Linked DNA regions of Mus musculus: region 1 is linked to region 2. The links are chromatin contacts, called in public HiChIP or PLAC-seq maps. All regions are on one chromosome and are shown on one strand. The core of a region is the stretch at or near the end of the contact, and the rest is flanking DNA. Distances in the headings are between cores, read along the strand shown.

Region 1 (3,685 bases), core at 1,094-3,593, 69 kb after region 2:
GACAGTGGGCTGCCGAGCCCTTTGACCTCTGTGTCCTTAGTCTGACACAGCCTGTTATCTTCCTTCCCAACCTCACAGTGGTCTCTCAGCTCGCCCTCATCCTTAACAGCAACTTCCTCACCCATCTCCGATTAGCATTATATATTAGTCTCCTTATAGTTCATATACACATAGCAATTTTTTTAATTCTCTCATATATCACATCTGGACCTCAGTTTCCCCCTCCCCTCCCCTCCCCTCCCCTCCCCTCCCCTGAGAAACAAGCAGGCCTTCCAAGGACATTAACCAAACACGACATAACAAGCTACAACAAGACCAGACACGTTCCATCAGATCAAGGCTGGACAAGGCAACCCAGGAGGAGGAAAAAGGGTCCTTTAAGTAGGCAAGAGTCAGGGACAGTCCCCTGCTCCCACTCTTAGGATTCCTACAAAGATACCAAGCTATTCAACCATAATGTATAGATCAGACCCCTGCAGGCTCTCTGATCTCTACGAGTCCCCATCAGTCCTGGCCAGTTGACTCTCTCTGCCCAGAACAATTTTTATAAAGAGTAAGTTGGGTGATGCCAGCCTCTTGCTTAAGTCCTCCATTCATATATTGACCCCTTCTTCTTTCAGCCTTCTTCACTTGCTCCTTCATTCAAGAAGTGTCTATTCTGTCAGAGAGTGATTGGAAAAGGCTCAGGGATATTCGCTACTCTGAGTAGGCCAAGCCCTCTTTACCCTACAGCCCAAACCTCATTCCCTTCCTCTCTTCTCTTCCCAGCCACTCCCTGTAGGCCCCATTATTTAAGCCTAACTTAGTCCAATTTCTTTTCTTCACAATGAAGATGAATCTTTTTCCAAATAATCATCTCTCACCCTTCAAGTCTGGACTTGAGTGCTTTCTCTGTGTCCCCGTGCATGCTTCTTTTGTGAGCTAATTGTGCCTTATTATAACTGCGTTTACTGTCTCATTCCCAAAGTGGCATATAAATTTCCTGAGGACAAGAGCCCTATTTTATTCAGAACATGTTAATTACCTAGTACATTCTGCGCATATCATACCTTCCAACCCTTTGTTAATTCAATTAACTCCTAAGTGCACAATGTTATGGGGGATGCCCTTATAGGATGCCTCACCCAGACCCAAGAGGCGGTAAAGTGGTTGGGACTCAGGTTGGAGAAGACTTCTCTGAGAAGGTACTATCTAAACCATATTGGGATGGCTACAGTGGAGACGGTGTTGGAGTTTAGGAGGTGGGGGAGAAGGAAGGGGAGGAGGCTTGATGGTTACCAGTGGGGCGGGGCAGATGATAAAGTCCAAACATGGGAGCCGAGATTAGTGCTGGGGGGCAGGGAAGGCATCTCTTGCTAGGCAGAGAGAGATAAGGAGAGGAGCAGCTGCCGCTGGCTTTGTCGAGGGGGTTGCAGGGACGTCCCGCAAGTTCTTCTCCAAACACCTCAAGTTTTGGTGTGAAGGGTTGGCATTCGTGGCTGCTGAAAGGGATGGGGAAAGATGAAAGCCTAAGCAGCCACTAAGAGGTCTGGAACCACCCAGGCAATATTACTTCTATCCATACCGAAAATGTTGACCAAGTTTCTGGGAATTCGAAAACTAGAAGGTAGAAAAACAAGTAACGCTATACTGAACATAAGTTAATCTTTTTAAAATTTCTAATTTTGTGGGGAGGGGCTCCTCAAATGATGGTGAGATTGTCTCCTGATACATCCACTGTAATTGGAAACGCCACACATTGTTAAGGATGCTGAATACATACAACCAACTATGCACCATACCGTAGCACCATAGCGGCACGGTACACTGGAGCCTGTTGGTTATTCTTCTCATGAGCAGGGGACTATTTGGCGGTTGTGATTTGATGTTGCTACTCAGTCTTACAGGAGAGACGTGTGTGACAAACCACCAGCCTGGCAAAGGTCAAAATCCTCAGTGGGGTTTCTGTTGAATATGTACTACTTTAAAAAAAAAACAAAAGGATTTATTAACTTTATCTTATGTGTGTGACTATTTGGCCTACATCTTTGTGTGTGCACCACATGCATGCCTGATGCCCACCAGGGTCATAAGAAGGAGTTAGATCCCTCAGAACTGAAGTTACAGATGGATGTAAGCTACCACGTCAGTGCTGGGAATTGAACCTGGGTCCTCTGTAATACCAGACAGTTCTCCTAACCACGAGCCATCTTTTAGGCCTGGAATATGTATTGCTTTTACACATTTTTACTTTGTAAAAGCAAAAGGCTGCTAGGTCAAGTCATTGTAAGTCATAGCTATACTTACAAATATCAGCAAGGTGACGTCATCACCCCGAAAGCATGAAAGGAGGACAGAAAGTTCTGGTTGTGGAAGCTTCTGGGGGAAAGAGTCATACCACTCCTCTGTAAGCAAATAACATCCTGTATACCAGGAAAAAAAAACCCAACTTTTCTCCTACATCGCTTTCAGCAATCTACTTCTGACATCAGACATGTAGGAAGAACAACTTGCTTTTCTTCTTCTCTATATTCACACTCAACACGAAACACATTTGTGGCCAAAATGGATGAGAATTTACCCATGCCAGCCAGATTTTGGCCACTAGTTAGGAATTCTACACTCGACGCTGACACCATGTGACAGCATCAGACACCAGAGGTGAAGGGTTCAACCTCACAAGACTGCTTGCTCCCTGTTTCATCCACAACAGTCCCCAGATTGCTTCTGTGCCAACAACCTCTCAGAGGTTCCCACAACTCCCTCCTTACATTCAACAATTTGTTGGAGTGGCCAACAGAACCCAGGAAATGGTTTATTTACTATTACTCACTTAGTACAACAGATTTTTTTTTTAAGTACTACACATGACCAGCCAGATGAAGAGGTTCGGTAAAGCAAGGTTCAGAAGAGTCCCAAGGCAGGGGCTTCTGTTTCTTTGGATCTGATGTGTGGTGCCCTCCTGGAACATGGACATCTTTACCAACAGGGAAGCTCTTTCAACTTCACACTTTAGGAACTTAATAGAGGCTTGCCATCAGCAGGATCAACTATTAACTCAGCCTGTAACTCTTCTTGCCTTCTTGGAGGATGGGGCAGAAGTTGGCAGAACATCCTCAACTTCTAATCCTGCATGATATTTCTTTGGACCAATGACAAGAGTCACTTTGTAGGAATGCAAGATGCTCTTATCCAGGAGATCCCAGGAAATGGGTGGATCTGTGTCAGAAACCAGGCTCAGAGGCAGAATATTAGAACAAAAGAGCCACCAAGTACCCCAATCACTCAGGAAATTACAAGGATTTCAGGAGCTCTGTGGCAGGAACCAGGTCAGAGACCAAGTATATATTTTTATTTAACCCCACTCATTGTTTACAGATAAGAATCTGGAGTTCCTATGATGATGACTCCAGAGCCTGACCTGAAAAGAAAGGTTTCGGCCACAGTCGAGTGGATCTTAATTTTTATGATTAGCATGCAAGAGACTTTTGGTAGGCCTAAGTAGTGTGCTAGAGGTTCTGGCCTCAAAGTAGTGTTTTTGAGGATGTTCTTGTGAGAGGTATTCAAATAATTTTTTTTTTAATTTACAGAGCTTCTACATACAAAGCCATTAAATCCCCCAGGGCTAAGAATTCATTGCAGTCGGTACACACACACACACACACACACACACACACACACACACACTCCAATCCTGAACCACAGA
Region 2 (3,738 bases), core at 907-3,406:
TCTCTATGTGTCTCTGTATCTCTGTTTGTCTGTCTGTCTCTCATACACACACATTCTCTTTCTCACATATTCTCACATGCACATACACTCACACATAGACATTCTCTGTCTCTTTCATACATAAACATTCTCCCCACCACCACCACACACACACAGTACACTTTCACCATCCTATTTCATTCTCAGACTCTGACCTGCCTCCTTCTCGTAAGATCCCCTGTGATTATCCTGGGCTGACCCAGATAGCATGAAGTAATCTCCCATCACCAAGTTCTTAATTTAATAGCATTGCCAAAGCCCCTATGCCACATTCAGTAACACACAGGCTTTGAAAACTAGCATTGGCATCTTTGGAGACACATTAGCCCCTCTCTTACTGGTGGTCAAACAGAGAACAGAGATCTGAAATTTGTCTCAAACTGTTCAGCTGGCTAAATGTGTCATTAACTAGCAAGGGCCTGCTTACTTACCTACACAACTAAATGAATACTTATTTCATTAATCCTGGGAAATTATTGTGGACACTCCATGACTTGACATCACATACCTAGAATAACAAGAAGGGCTATAAAATAGAAGGCACAGGTCCAAAGCCTAATTATAAAGCCAGTGACATGTGGGAATCCAAATGGCTCTCTATTTAGTAATACAACATTTTAAAACTGAACAAGTTGAGTTTGAGTCCAGTCCTGTCTTTCCAAATACTTGCTGTATGAACTTGAAAACGTAATGAGTCCTTTGGCTTTCACTGTGGGTGAGGTTTGGAAGATGCTATCTTTTCACACCAGCGGTGTGGTGTTGAAGTCAGACATCATAAATAGGAGCACACAGGAAAATATGACGTCTTATTTTTTTTTCTTCCAAAGAAGATGCATAATAAATTCAGCAGCGGGATGATAGCCAAAACTTCCACTGCACACAGTGAAGCAGAGATTCAAAAGGGGCCTCCCCACGGCTCCTCCTCTTACCTGCTGAGGGGTCAAAGGGCAGCGAAAGGAACAAGAATGTGAAGCTCCTAAAACGGTTATTCAGAAACATGCGAAGTGTCCTCACTACAGAACTCCCATGTGATGGGTATGTTCAGGTGAAGCTGACTTTCTCTAGAAAACAATGGTCTGATCCTATTTAATGGTAAAAAGTATAAAACGGATTATTATTGTTTCATTGTGGTGCTAGAGATGGAACCCAGAGTCTTTTGCATGATAGGTAGTACTCCACCTTTGAGCCAAATACCCAGCACTTTCCTTAGTGATTTTTGAAACACTAAAACAGTTGGCCAAGTCTTGTCCTACCAATGCAGCCCCTACTGTCTGGCTATGCATACATCATGATCAGAAACCAGCAGGAACCAGATGCCTTCTCAACATAGGCCAAAGACACACCGATATGTATCTGTTCATTCTACACTCCACCCTCCAGCACTTGGCTGTCTCAGTCCCTCTCCTTGGTGCTGGGGACACAGTGCAAGTCAAGACCTCCCCCTTCCTGTGGAGTTTAGTATCATAAACCGAAGAATTCACATGGTAGTGCAAAATTGTAGCTAAGATTCCCCAAGGCAAGGCTCACAGTCATGAGAGTTCATCTGAGAAGTCTGACTTTGGCCTCTGGGCTGTGACAGCTGAACTAGATCCGAGAGATGCTTACATGTGTCTAGTGGGAAACAATAGAACAGCATTTCTGACTGAAGGAACAGCATGAACAAAAGCAGACATTAGGTACACAGTGTGTCCAGACTTAGAGAAGGCCAGTGGGCCTGCACTCTAACCATTAGGGCGATAGAAGTCATGATACAGACCAGGAGCTGGGCAGGGTATGTTGACCCCAACAGTCATCACGTGGACAGGCACCATCCTGGCTCGGGTGTCATTTCATATCACCCAAGGTTGTGTTGAGATTTCAGTGCTGCTGGGAGAATCTCATCGTGGCTTGTTTAGAACCTGAAATGTCCATTAGATGCAGAATAAAAGAGTTCCATTATTACCCTGCATAGGTTTGTAGGCTGCCCAGGTTGTTCTTGAGTCTCCACAGCTGGTCAAAGGCCAGCACACAGGCAGTGGGGGTCACCAACAGCTGCCCTGACTCCTTAGAGGCTTTCCCAAGTCTCTCTCACACAGGCACACACTGGACTCCCACAGAGCAGCTGAGAAATGAGAGTGTGTCATGGGGAAGATGTCTAACAACTTATCCCAGTGACAGGGCCCACTCGAGCCTTGACCTCATGTAGCATTTCCTAGATTTAAAAATGTGTTTTCCCACAAACCACAACTGAGTCACCTATTGTTGCCCCTGCTCCTCCCCCCCAGTCTCTCCCTCCTTCCCTCCCTCCCTTCCTCCCTTCCTTTGTCCCTCCCTCCCTCTGTCCCTCCCTCCTTCTCCCTCTCAACCCCCTCCCCCTACCTCCTGCATCTTCTCTTCCTCCACCAAAATCATGGAACCATAGCTTTTCCAAAGTGGAAGGGGATCTTAAACAGAGTCACAGCAGCTACCTTGCTGTTAAGAAGTTCAAATGTTTCTAGAAGCAATATTTTCTTTTAAAGAAATAGAAGTGCTATTTTCCACTAATGTAAGAAACAAGTGATTATTCTAGTCCTTTCTAGTGACTCACTAGTGACTCTTAGCACATGTACTGCATTGGAAAGATTCTGTCCTGTTATTAAATTCACTGTGACCTCAGAAAGCACATCACCTCAAGTGCCCTCTGTCTCCACACTCAGAAATAAAAGCATGGAGTTACCATGAATAAGGATTATATACTCCTTGTGCATCAAAACATAGTGTGTGCACACACAAGACATACAGAAACACTAAGACACACAGACAGAAACACACAGTCACATAGACACACATGGGCATACATACAGGCATACAAACATACATAGACACACACAAAGATATACACATGAATACACACACACATACACACACACACACACACACACACACATGGATACTCAGAATAAGAACCCAGTGTAAAAGCAGATGATTCAGATAACTTAGTCTATAATACCCCTCACTACTGTCACAGAGCTGGAAAGAGGAATTCCAACAACTGGAAAAAACTGGAATAGAAATGTGCTGGCAATTCAATAATGACACAATTGTCATATTTCATTTTTAAACATTGCACTCATTTTAAAAATCAGTTTATAATACTATAATCATTCAGTGGTGGTTCTTCAAACTTAGTTTAAGATTCCCTTTATAAGAGCTTATTTTTCATATTATATGATGAACTTGACCATTAACTTGTAGCAGCACAGCACTGTATGCTTAATGATTGTCGAGGAGCACATACGCTCATCTGGCGATTTTCAGGAAAGTTATAGAGTTGCTATGATGTGTGCTCCTGAAGAATGCTACTCACGATGTCATGAAGTTCTCGATTTTATAGTAATTCTGAATATCTGAAAATGTAATAACAGTGTCAGCTGTGCTGTTTCAATGTTTAAGTAAAGGAAGCCCCCAAATTCCAGCATTGCTTTTTGCCTTTGCGTTTCCTTCACCTTCACAGAACTGAGGGAGTACTGGCCCCTGTACTCCAGGATGCTCTGAGATGCTCCGGCATGCTCTAGGGTGCTCTGGGATGCTTTGGGAGCCTGGCACTGTCACCAAGCTCTAAGACACCTCTGATGAGAGAATGACTGAAAGGATGCAAGAGAGAGAAGGAGAGGAGAGGGAGAACAAAAGGAATGAAAGGGGAGGGAAGAAGGGGAGAAGAAAAGATGATCTGGGTTAGGG

Evidence for each region. HiChIP or PLAC-seq counts read pairs in DNA pulled down with a chosen protein or histone mark.
Region 1: a contact with region 2 is called in a BATF HiChIP or PLAC-seq map of CD8 T cells, with 18 read pairs. The contact joins two enhancer-like sites. A contact is called at or near these places in 1 of 39 promoter capture datasets (second pharyngeal arch cranial neural crest), 5 of 484 Hi-C or Micro-C datasets (the C2C12 cell line, embryonic fibroblasts, nephron progenitors and 1 more), 2 of 115 datasets of contacts at active chromatin or transcription factors (CD8 T cells and embryonic stem cells) and 2 of 9 other capture datasets (adipose tissue and pancreatic islet).

The regions. Positions count from the first base shown.
Region 1 is chr12:73,885,843-73,889,527 of GRCm38.p6, forward strand. No RefSeq gene overlaps it. Among named protein-coding and RNA genes, the nearest start is that of Hif1a, 20 kb to the right of the region's middle. Within about 2 kb of position 2,344, at least 34 of the 459 cell types and tissues checked have an H3K27ac peak or open chromatin away from gene starts, as enhancers often do. A contact at or near this core is called in the C2C12 cell line and CD8 T cells, where this site is marked.
Region 2 is chr12:73,816,830-73,820,567 of GRCm38.p6, forward strand. No RefSeq gene overlaps it. Among named protein-coding and RNA genes, the nearest start is that of Gm8075, 23 kb to the left of the region's middle. Within about 2 kb of position 2,157, at least 33 of the 459 cell types and tissues checked have an H3K27ac peak or open chromatin away from gene starts, as enhancers often do. A contact at or near this core is called in the C2C12 cell line and CD8 T cells, where this site is marked.